Linked DNA regions of Triticum aestivum: region 2 is linked to region 1. The links are chromatin contacts, called in public Hi-C maps. All regions are on one chromosome and are shown on one strand. The core of a region is the stretch at or near the end of the contact, and the rest is flanking DNA. Distances in the headings are between cores, read along the strand shown.

Region 1 (5,866 bases), core at 1,553-4,052:
ACAGAAATGCTTATGCCTCAACATTCAAAATTATATGAAGCCGGTTTCCATGTAAGCATGTTTTTGTACTGTAGAACTTGTTCCTCAACATCTAAGTTGGTCCAATATTATATGAAGCCTGCTTCCGAAGCATCTTATGGAAATGCTTATGACATAACATTCAGTATTATAGAAATGTGAGACATAAGCGAAGTTAGATCCATCGGCCTCCTGAACTAGAGGCGTAGAGTAGACGATTTTTTTTAATTGTTCTTGAGATGGATTTTATTGTTGGTACATCTATTTTAAACCCCATCACTCCCTAGCCAGGCCTTTCACCCATTGCTAGCTAATCTTTCAAATGTTGATAGTTATTAAACCAAACATCACAGGGATGGTTACTCAACAGCATTCCTAGTTCTACCTAATATAAGATGAGAAGGAACAAAAATATTCTATTAACCAGGGAGCCAAAAGGTTATATGCAAAAGGTTTGTGCCCACAGATTTAATTCAATCTGTACACTGGTCTAACAAATTAAATCAACAATTACAAAGTTGTATTTAACTAGTTTTTTTCTTCTTCTGATTTCGTGCTAAAAATCCAAGCTTCAGTTCTATAGTAGTATTACACTTTAATATGAATTAAGAATATGATCCATAGCCAATACAGGTAGATAGACTAGTCCCACGCACCCAGCTAATAGAGGGTTTTGTAACTGGCTTATGTCTGGGGATAAATTTACCGGAACAGACTTTCTTTGAAGAGTTATGGTCCTATTGTACGTCAGTAACTATTCCTTATTGACTATGTACATTCATTGTAAGAAAATAACATGCTTTAATTTGCTTTTCTACCACAGGAATGCCTCTGAACGTATTCGGCTTGGGCATCGGTACGAAGCTTGTCAGTTACTATATACATCATCTAGAGTAAATTGGTACTGAATTGAATTTCCTCTTTGTGAATAGGTGGGGGATGCGGAGTTGGTCTTGGTTTAGGATGGGGCTTTGGAAATGCTTATGGTTGTCAATATCGATCTTCAAGGGTCCAGTTTCAGGGCATTGAGTTTCAGAAAAAGTCTGAAGGAGATGAAGCACCAAAGCTTGTTGAAAAGTCTCGTCCTTATGGCTAGTATAGCTGCGATCATACAATTGGCACAGGCAATGTTACCATTGTCCGCTTGATTGTAGTCAATTGTCTACCTGGAAAGTTGTTTCAAAGCATTTTGATGTTTTGATGAACTTGGACGTTTTCATAGTAACATAACGAGGATAATCCATGGTACTTTTTCCGTTTCGGATAATGGTCTTTATATTTGGCTAAAATTGTCCATTAACATTCTCTTGGTTGGGTGCACCCTGCAAGTTTTTATTGTTACTCTTGTTAAGTACCTGCAGTTCACTTAGTGTGTGTAGTGCATTATGTCTGGATATGGTTAATTACAATCTAGCTGAAATAGAAAATGCATACAAACATTGAGCTCTGTTGTGAACTCTTGACTCCCCTGCATAATTTCTTCCCTACAAGGCGAAACAAAACTGAAGGCTGTATTATTTTATCTGAAGATTATAATTAGTAGGATAATTTTTGCACCAAGGTTGACAGTTAAAACTGTTAGCTCAGAATGTTCCCAATATTACAATCAGGTGCGGCTTTTATTTAAGTAAAATCAGTGAAAATGAGAATGCAATAGCGAAGATTAATGCAGAGTTTAACACTGATCTTTCGGTGGATGCGGTGCCTACATGCTGGAAATCTGAGCAGCTGGTTTATCATATTATGTATCGACCTGGCAACAATGGTGGTGGCTTGTAGAACTGCTGCTATCAGTGATTCTTCCAGTGTGAGGCCTCTTATGCATTCACAGAAATGGATTATCAAAGGCAGCTGTGCCGTCGGTTGACGTGGGAGAGCTTGCTGTGTCTGCGTCGCCGCTCCTGAGCCAGTATGTCTGCTGGAACGTTGCTGCGCTGCTTGGGACATCCTCCATGACCCACTCAAAGCCCCTGGGGTAGTAGATCCCTGTCTTTGGGTGTGGCACCCACAGTGCTGTCTCTGCTGACCTTGCTTTTGTTGGCTGCACCTGGCTCGTAAGGTTAGAGCTTTGCCTGTTCTTAACTTCCCTGCATATGGCAATCCAAGCAGTTACTTTATGGAGCATATCAGCATAATGATGTTGCATTTAGCAATTCAAGTTTCTCTTCACTAGGATATGAACAATCTTTGGACTACAGTAATGCTTGAATGTCATCGTTCTGGAATCTACCAAATTGAAAGCTTCAGTATTGCAGGTTTAGAGGGATGCTAGAGGCTACTTACCGGAGAAGACCAGTCGATTTTGCAATTGCACTGCGGCCCATCAACAAAGGCTGGGGAGGCACTAAAATCTGCTACTGTTTGTTCTTTCCTCCTTGGGGTCAAGCAACCGATGGCAGTTCCCTCTTGGTTGGTACCTCTCTTCTCCCCAACCCTGGTATATATAGCTAGAGTTTTCTAGTTGGAACTCTGCCACCATGGTCAGGGTCACACGGACTGCACATCTGATAGGATATGAATGATTTGACAAGCTCCTGCAGAGGATCATGAACGATTTTATTCATAGTCGTTGGCTTCTACTTGAGCAGAGGTTTGAGCTTGATTGGACACCATTGGACCAAACACCATGAGAACTGATGCTCCTAGAATCTGAAGTCAAATCTGGCCAAGTACTGTCCTATGGCAGTACCGTATCTACTTGGAGAATCATGAGACAGCCCTACTGGTGCTGGTTGTACCAGTAGGGAGAAGAGATGGGAACACAGCTTGAAGAAAAGCAATTACAGAATTTCCGAGCTAAAATCTCTGCTTGTCTGGTTGCAAAGGATTTTGTCTGCCATGAACTTATTTTGAACTCCTTGATACGCATGAGAAGCAACCGACATGTGGACCCCAGTGATAGATGGAGTCAGGCAGATTATACATCTGTTGAGACTTCCTTTGCTGATTTCGAGCCACACACTCTCATGAGATATATGTGTTTGCCTGCCTGCGGGATATTGTGCAGTCTGTGGCATCCTTGCGCGTACGGTGTCTCATGACCTGATCCATCTTCCCCATATAATTTTTGTCTGCATCATTAATGATCCATTAGCAGAATAATGGAGGGCATGGGATCTGATACTTTGAAGCATGCATAGCTGTGGTGCAGAACTAAAGATGAAGCATTTCAGTTGCTTGTCTCTTCGTGCGGCGGAGTGGAGAGTAAGTTCTTCCCATCAGATTTGACATTGGAGTCATAGAGTGATAGAGGGCAAGAAAAAGAGAATAAGATTTTTTTCTCATAATTTTAGATGTTGCGTGCATCGGTGTCGTAGCAATAGAGCTTTAATAGTGCAAGAATAAAGCTCATGATCTTATTCCCGGCGGTTCCCGTCCTTCTGTTCTCTCTTTTGGTTTCAGTGGAAGGCTACGGTACAGGATGGCGTGTTGGTGTATAACGTAACATCTAATATGCCCTGTGGATTTCAGTTGTCTATGCTACTAGAAACTGTGGATCTTCGAGGCCTTCAGGAGAAAATATGCTACAAGTGAAACTTTGCTCTGCGAAAATACCTGTGCGGTAATGATTAAATAAATTCCAGAAAGTCCCTGCATTCTTGCGTCACTAGGAGCTGCAGTTTAAAGATAAATCATGTAACTGGACGCGGCGTTTTGGAGCTCAGGCTCAGCTGCACCCGATATCTCGCTCATTCAATTCTGTTTCGGGATGCGAACAAATCCAGCTGGCCGAAAATCCAGCTGGCCTGTTGGACGCGCGCAGCGCTAATTTGGGGGTAGGGTGAAATACCGTACGAAACAAGGAAGAAGTGGGCCCGAAGCGGTGCGCTAGACGGACGTGAGCGATGGAGAACAGTGGGCCGTGACCCAGAATGTGACATGTGCTCGCTGGGCCACGGATCAGGTAATGGGTCCAGAATAGAAAATAACGACTGAGCCGTTTGTTGGAAAGTGGGTCAACATCCAACACGCCCCCCCTCCCCCCCCATCTCCCACCCGTGCGGTTGATGAATTAAAAAAAAACTTTTTCCCGGTTCTCAGATGGCCTCGGTCATTCTGGAAAGCCTCGCCGCCGCATCCGCTTCAGACCAGAGGAGAGAAAACAGAGGACACAAGAGCTGCGCCTACCCGGGCGTGCGACGCCGCCGAAGACCGAAGGGATGGACACCGACGACATGGAGTTCCTGCTGGATGCGGTCCACAGGTTAGTCCCAAATAGATCCACGCATTCTGGTTTCGAGATGTAGTACAGCCCCCGATGTGAGCCTCCGAGCTTACAAGCATTGGTTCTGTCCGCCTCCGCCGACGACGGATTTCACAGGTTCCCCATCAGAGAGGAGTTCGCTGACAATCTCGAGCAGCCAAATCCGATCGCCCTACGCTTACTGATACAGAATGGGGGGGGGGGGGGGGGGGGGGTGTGGAAGCTTGCGATCCAAGCGATGGGTCTGCCATGGGTGAGTACGTTGTACAAGGTGGAAACCATGGCGCACAAGACGATGGGCGCCATGGACGTCCTCCCTCGCTGACAAGGTCAGCACAGTCAACTGACAGGGTAAATCTAGAGGCGCCCGGCTAGACAAAAAGGTAATACGCAAAATTATTCAGATTTATATGAGTTGTGTGTGCACACTGGCTCATGTAGATATGATTGCAGCACTCTATGGTCTTCATTTCCTGGTAGTGGACAAAACACACATCTGAGAGGGTGAAAATGATAAAAAAAACTAGTTAGTCTGATAAGGGGTCTTCGGTCAGAATTGGTTTAATAACATGTATGCATTTTTTGAAAAATTGTAGGTTAAGGCTAGGAAGTGCGCCGCCGGACCGAGCCCCATGCCCATCTCGCATGTCCGCATTGGAGCTCTCTATGCGCAAATATGCAGAACAACCTGACAAAAGTGTGATACGCCCAGAACTAGGACTAAGTTTTGACTCCTTGAGCGAGGCATATGATTTCTACAATCTTTATTCGTGGGAGGTTGGTTTTGGGATTAGATACGGGAAGAGCCGTCTGAATGCGGAGAGAACGAAGAGCATGCAGGAAATTGTTTGTGGTTGCTCTGTAAGTCCTGTCACATATACAAGAAGCAAGTATTTTCAACACAGAGGTTGTGCTGGTTTCCTGATCCGATGTACAATGTGTTTGCTACTTGTTCTGCAGGGGAAACCTAGCTGAGAACAACCGTTCTTGCAAATGCGAGTGCCCGGCTCTGATCAGGCTGTTGCGTGCGTCGGACAACAGCTGGTACATCACGAAGCACCGTGAGAACCACAATCACTCAATGTCACTTACCATGGGTGAGAAAGTATACTGGCCCTCGCACAAACATATTGATGTGTACACAAAGGATTTGATAAGGCAACTTAGGGAGAACAATGTTAACCTTGGGAAAGTGTACAATATAATTGGGAGCTTCTTTGGGTCAGTGGAGAAGGTACCGTTCACAAAAAGGACTCTCGGGAACATATGCGGCAAGATTAGTCGTGAACAAGCAGACGATGATGTGCGGAAAACATTGGAAGTATTTGCGGATATCCGTTCCACCGACCTAGGTTTCACCTATGTGGTACTGGCAGGCAATTCCAGGAAGGTGAAGAACGACATACGGAAGCAGTCGTATGTAGTATAAATTCTTTGGTGATGTGGTGACCTTCGACACGACGTACAGAACAAACCTCTGTGACATGCCATTTGGATTATTTGTGGGAGTTAACAATCATTACCAAAGTATTATTCTTGCTGGAGTGTTGATGCGGGATGAACAAGAAGAGAGCTTCAAGTGGGTGTTCATAGAATTTCTACGGTTGATGGGTGGGCCTGCTGCAAAGACAATATTGACAGGTA
Region 2 (5,984 bases), core at 3,190-5,689, 470 kb after region 1:
ACATAAATGCGGAGGAGGTAACTGAACCGCTCGCTTATCCTTTAAATATCAGCCTGGAGTGCACAAGTGTGTATGAATCTTATTTTCTGAAAGAAGAGAATCATCTTCCACCACAACTGGACTCAGATCTTTGATTACACTTCCCAACATGTACATGCTGATTGATTGGGTCCCTCTCTAGCCCTCTTTTCTTTGTCTAATCCAATCTTTTATCTGATTTCTTATTTTGTAAGATTTGGCCACAGGTTGCTCGATGATTTGTTGCAGATTGCGATGGTTATTTGTGCTTTCTTCCTGCATAGGTTTCTTACCGCTTGAGTTAGTAGATAATCATCCCATCTGTAAAATTTATTATCTGAACTTGATGAACGCATGACATGTATCTTATATTTGTTTCAGTACGTTACAAATCACATTCATATGATCCCCTTCATTCCATGCAATGCATTGGTTGGAACAAATCATCTACTACAACCCAGGACGAAATCTCATTATCCCTTCTATTCAAGTAAGTCATAATTGTCACTCAATCAAGAAGATAGGCTTGGATGAATTTAGGTAGGCATATATGTGAGGCAACTATTTTGTTTTCACAATTTCATTTTCCTGTCTTCTACACAGGGTGGACATACTGGTATCGCGTACAGATCAGCAGAGAAATGGTGACAGACCCATCCGCTTGCTGCACATTCATTGCTGCGGCATCTCGATCATTCTACAAGACACGCGCCACTAAGCTTCGCCGATTTGGAGCAGCAATTTACTGGAGCCCATTCGAGTTGCCAAGGACATCTTCTGCCCTCTGTTACACGTCCAGGCTTCCACATCACTTTCTTTTAGCATATCTTGATAATGTCACTTAGATCATTATTACTTAGTAGATGCACCCTTATTTTTGTGATCCTTTAGTTTTGGTGGACCTAAACATCGCGAGTTGGAACGATCAGAAAACCATGCCCATTGTTATCACTTTTTTCCTCCTTCAGATATTGAGACCAGTACTAATTTCAGTGCTTCACTTTTGTCATTCAAAAGCTTGGCTTGAGGAATTTAGAGAGAAGGACATTTAGTGGGTCATTTGCAGGTGCTTTCCGATTCAGTCATTGGTCATGGAGTTCATTTCACATACGTATTGTGTTCTTATCACCAATATTCTATTTACGACATGTTCTAAGGCATCATTTAATCCTTGTGAACAACACGCTAGATTACATAGGTCGTTGACTTTACATTATATCTTTTTTGTTGTTTCTTTATAAGACAATATAGTTGTAGCAAATGGTCCCGCAGCAACGCGCGGGGCATCTTCTAGTTATTATGATTTATATGTCTCTAATAGACTGATACTAATACTAGACTATTGTTTGATGTGTTTTGCAAGTTGAAATGACATGGATCTGGTCTGGATGATTCAATCAAGCACTTCAAATAGGAGACAACAAATGGGGCAGTATCTCTTTCTCATTTTTTTTTGTCTTTAACTCTATATTACATGGCATATTTTTTTATTTTTATATATACTTGCCGTGTCCCCGATGGGTGTTTCTGGAAAATGCCGTATCCCGTGTCCCCGTATGAGTGTTGCCATGTCCGTGTTGCCGTATCCGTGCTTTTTAGGATGACTTCACTTGATCCCTAAGAACCAATCTCTCTATGAAGCCCATAGAGAGTACGAGGAAACTTATCCCTAATACACTGAATACATCTATAAAGCAATTAACCCAACTTAACAAGGACATTGGTCTCTATTTTCCAACTAAGAGCATCTCTAGCAGATCCCGTAAACCGGGCCATCCGGAATAATAACCGCCGGTTTACGGGACGAGGGCGTTTTTTCTGTCCCAAACAGATCCTGCAAAATCGACCATCCCGGATATTTTTTTGCGGGATCCTGCATAATCCGGGCCTTGTCCCGTAGATAACCAGGATTGGAGCTCTTTTTTGCACGGACCTGTAATACAAAAAAACGGTTGGCGGGAGGTTAGTTTCAGCTCCCTCGCTTTCGTTCCTCGCCAACACCACTACGGTCCAACCTGTTCGACCCTGGTGCACCGCCGCCGTCCGGGCTGGCGGACATTGGCTGCAAGCAGCTCCCACCGCTAGCTGCTGCTGCTGCCGTCGCCGCTAGCTCCCGCCGCCGCCCCCGCTAGCTGCTGCTGCTGCCTCCGTTAGCTCCCGCCGCCGCTCCCGCTAGCTTGCTCCCATGAGCTGCCGCACGAGGATCCAATTGCTTTTCTTTTTTATGTGTGAGGGTGCTTTGTGCTATTTTCCAGGGACCTTGTTGTAAATTCAATTGGTTTATATGGGATCTGTTCTGCTGACGTAAAAATCATACCGTAAATTTCCACAAATTCATTTTAGGGGGAACCATATACTGTTTTCACAGGACACGGTTTTAGCTGATCTGCTAGAGATGCTCTAACACTGCTGGCTGATTAACATGAGTACTATAGTGAGCGCACAACAATACCGTTTCACATTGGCATAGGTGACCGCTAGATTTAGAACATGGCATACTTTGCTCTAACAAAAAAAAAACATGGCATACTGACTACTGGAACTGGAGAGCCCTGATCATAATAAATGCAGCCAATGAAAATTATCCGCAGTCCAAGAGAAAATTAAGCAAAAGGAAGTTGAACAATTTACCTGAAGCTCAGGGCGATACAATGGCCCGTTTCTTGATAATGGCACAGCATGTGTTTGTTGATAAAACGACTACACAGCACATCCTTGCAGATCAAGCATAACCAGTTTTCAGAAGGGTGATGACATCTGCATGGAAAAATGCTCATAAGGAAACACAAGACATGGACATATGAAGTACATCAAATCCAACAGTTATGTTTTGTCCTAAATTCGAGCATATGAGGTTAATTCAGATTCAATACAAGGATAGGGGTATACATTATCTTGTGCCACAGGCTAACGTAACTCATTGGAAAATCTTAATACTGCTTTTGGTGTTTATAGGCAATTAACATCCAGATGCTATAGCAACAAGCATGCAAGGAAGATAGCATAGACAATGTTTGACAATCTATTAATTTTATGGTGCACCATGAAATCGTAAACAGCATTTTCAGGTGAAATGACACAGAAAACCATGCTTTGGTTATAGAAGTCATATAAGAAGTATCAACAGTGCTTTTTCATGTGTAATCCATGCATACATAAATCATTCAGTTGTAGAACACAGTGAGGAGGAAGCCATGCTGTTCACCAGCTCACTAGATGTTAGCCTGTTACTAACTTTCAACTAAGGAATGCACCCAATAGTATCTTCAAAACCCAGATCCCAATCATCTAACTTTCTCATTGAGCAATCATTCTACCAAAGAAACTCATATTTTGCACCTACCACTCTCCATGACGTTTTCCTGATAAAAGGATATCCTATTTTGCAAACCCAACAACTCTTTTTCTTTGGAAATATCACATCTTAAAGTCATATTTCCTTCTGTCACTTGGAGGTGATTTGGCTACTCAAAATATTGTGAATAAACAGAGGAATTGCATGCCAGAATTGATGCAAGAATAACAACAACATGAGCCATATGTTGATACAGTGAGAATAATGCGAAGGAGAAATCATGAAGTGAAGCTTCTAGTTAGTAATCTAAATAACTCTCATTCATAAATATGAGACTTGCCATAACACTTTCGAGTCACAACTTAGTACCAATCAATCGCATTGTCATCAAGTATCAATCCCTTTTCCTTGTCAATTTAAGTTATCTAGTCATATTTCACCATAACTGAAGTCTGGGAACCAGGCATTCAGCCAAATAGTGCGCCACCCAAGAGGATAGTACTAGGGAGAAAAAAACCTAGCCCAGCGGGAGCGCATCAAACCGCAGGAAAGAACCCTCACAAGTAACAACCCGCATGTCAGGCCCAGGATCGCAAGACACCAAACTCGAAGAGGATGATGAGACAAACCTAGAGCAGTGGGAATCAGGCGCGGGCACGCGCGCGAGTTCGTCGGCGCTGGCGGCGGGCATGGCAGGGAGGTGCGAGCAGCTGGTCCGCGCCTCCACCCACCCCGCCTCGGCGCCATAGAGTTCCAGGCTCAGATCTCCCTCATCGTCCACCTTGCGGTTGATATCGTCGGTACCTTCCTCTCTCTCCTTCCCCTGCGACGACGAAACATTCGAGGACGCGTCAGTGGAGTGTAAGAAACAACACAGAGACGGTAGGTAGGGGCTACGTCGTTCACACGGACAGGTCGGGATGAAGACGAGTGCTCTCCGGCTCCGGCGGCGGAAGACATCCTCGGCGAGTCGGAGTGGAGCGGCAGACGACGATTTTTTTTCCCGACGAGTCTCACGGGCCACGGCGAGTCGTGCAGATACAGCACTATATCTGAGGCCCAAATGCTCATGATTGGCTGGGCCCAACAAAGAGGCCCTTTAAGCCCGTATACGGGGCTAAGTGTCGGCCTGGGCCCAATCCAACCCGTGCCCTTGGCTTAGGGTTTACCGCGGCGTCTCCCTATATAAGCCACTCCCGCTCGCACCGCCGCCACCTACCCTTTCCTCCTCCCACGCGCATCCTAGCAACCGGCGGCGGCAGGCGGAAGGCGAACAAGAAGGCGGCGACGATGGGGCACTCCAACGTCTGGAACTCCCACCCCAAGAACTACGGGCCCGGCTCCCGCGTCTGGTAATACTTCTGCCACCGCCTCGATCCCCTCCATCTCCTTAAAATGCCTAGTTCGTTGTTCGTTCCCGCGGCTAGATATCTCCTGCTAGACCAACTGTTCGCCCGGATCTGTGTGTCTTACACGATTTAGTTGGCGACATATATCATTCGATCGTGGCGTGCTTCATATGGCGATTAAAACCTTGTTTGCTCTGTGTTATGTGTTGTCAGGGACTTATTAACCGGTTAAATTCTCACATTTGATGATTGTTATGCCTTGATAAAGGCTTTCCCATCTTCATATGATGTGTATTTTGTTGATGTAGTTGGCGACTTGTATCATCTGATTCTGGCGTGCTTCATATGGCGATTAAAATCTTCTTTGCTTAACTCTGTTAGATGTGGTCAGGTAGGTTTCGGGTTTCGTTGTTAGTATGTCGCTCAAACCATTCAGAGCTTGCTGTGATGTGCAAGTGGCTTCACAAGCGACTCAACCAGGAAAATATTGTTAGAATTGCCTCAAAAGTTTAATTTGTTACTTAACAAGCATTTCTTCCGGTGCTGTGCGGTAACAAACTGAAATAGCATGTGGTTGCTGGCTTGTCTGGCGTACCATTCAATCACTGATGTTATTGTGATGAACAAGTATGCTTACGAGTGATTGTACTGACCCCAAGTTTGTTATTTTTGGCAGCCGGGTCTGTGGAAACTCCCATGGACTGATCAGGAAGTATGGGCTGATGTGTTGCAGGCAGTGTTTCCGCAGCAACGCCAAGGACATTGGCTTCATCAAGGTATACAACAAGAACATTATTGTTGCACCAGGAACAATCTGAAATTATATTATTATTTTGTCAGCCATGATTCCCTTACTATTTATATATAGTCCTTCAGTAAGCAGCTTCAAATGTCAGTTATGACTTAATACATTAGATTTGTGATTCCTTATTGCCTTCTAGTGTTTGATGATACCTATTCCTAGTCTACATCCAAATTAGATAAATGATTGGTTAACAAATTGATGTGCTCCATTGTTCTCTATGGTTGGCTCATTTACTTTGCAGTTTCTGTATTGAGATGTTTTTTGCTAGAATTTTATTACATTGAAGATGTATTTCCAAGTCTGACAATTCACTAGTGGTATGCTGTTATTGTGGCCAGGCAATTTCTGAAATGGGTTAATATGATTCAGATAACATAATAGCCAAGCTTTGGTACAGTTGTCTTGATGTTCTTATGCAGTGTCGTTTCTTCTGCATCTAGCCTTCTAGTCTAGTATAAAGCATGTATATCAAAATTTTATCGTTTGTGCAGAACTATTGTTATAATTATTTGATTAT

Evidence for each region. A called contact is a pair of places that touch in the nucleus more often than the background predicts.
Region 2: a Hi-C map of leaf shows a contact between it and region 1, with 4 times the contacts expected there. The contact joins the promoter of LOC123102739 here to the promoter of LOC123102734 in region 1. A contact is called at or near these places in 2 of 5 Hi-C or Micro-C datasets (both in leaf).

What each region holds. Positions count from the first base shown.
Region 1 is chr5A:170,755,209-170,761,074 of IWGSC CS RefSeq v2.1, forward strand. LOC123102734 reads right to left here and starts at 2,803. Exons shown (of 2, transcript XM_044524160.1): 1 at 2,302-2,803; 2 at 1,567-2,105. The coding sequence starts at 2,342. The coding sequence ends at 1,844. It overlaps LOC123102736 (a long non-coding RNA gene), which reads left to right and starts at 4,035. Exons shown (of 9, transcript XR_006449243.1): 1 at 4,035-4,222; 2 at 4,340-4,605; 3 at 4,819-5,083; 4 at 5,183-5,863. LOC123102735 (protein TRIGALACTOSYLDIACYLGLYCEROL 5, chloroplastic) reads left to right here. Exons shown (of 4, transcript XM_044524161.1): 3 at 842-874; 4 at 951-1,278. The coding sequence ends at 1,114.
Region 2 is chr5A:171,225,070-171,231,053 of IWGSC CS RefSeq v2.1, forward strand. It overlaps LOC123102739 (histone deacetylase 6), which reads right to left and starts at 4,440. Exons shown (of 4, transcript XM_044524165.1): 1 at 4,226-4,440; 2 at 3,943-4,136; 3 at 2,650-2,775. The coding sequence starts at 4,384. It overlaps LOC123102740 (40S ribosomal protein S29-like), which reads left to right and starts at 4,450. Exons shown (of 3, transcript XM_044524167.1): 1 at 4,450-4,665; 2 at 5,339-5,438. The coding sequence starts at 4,604.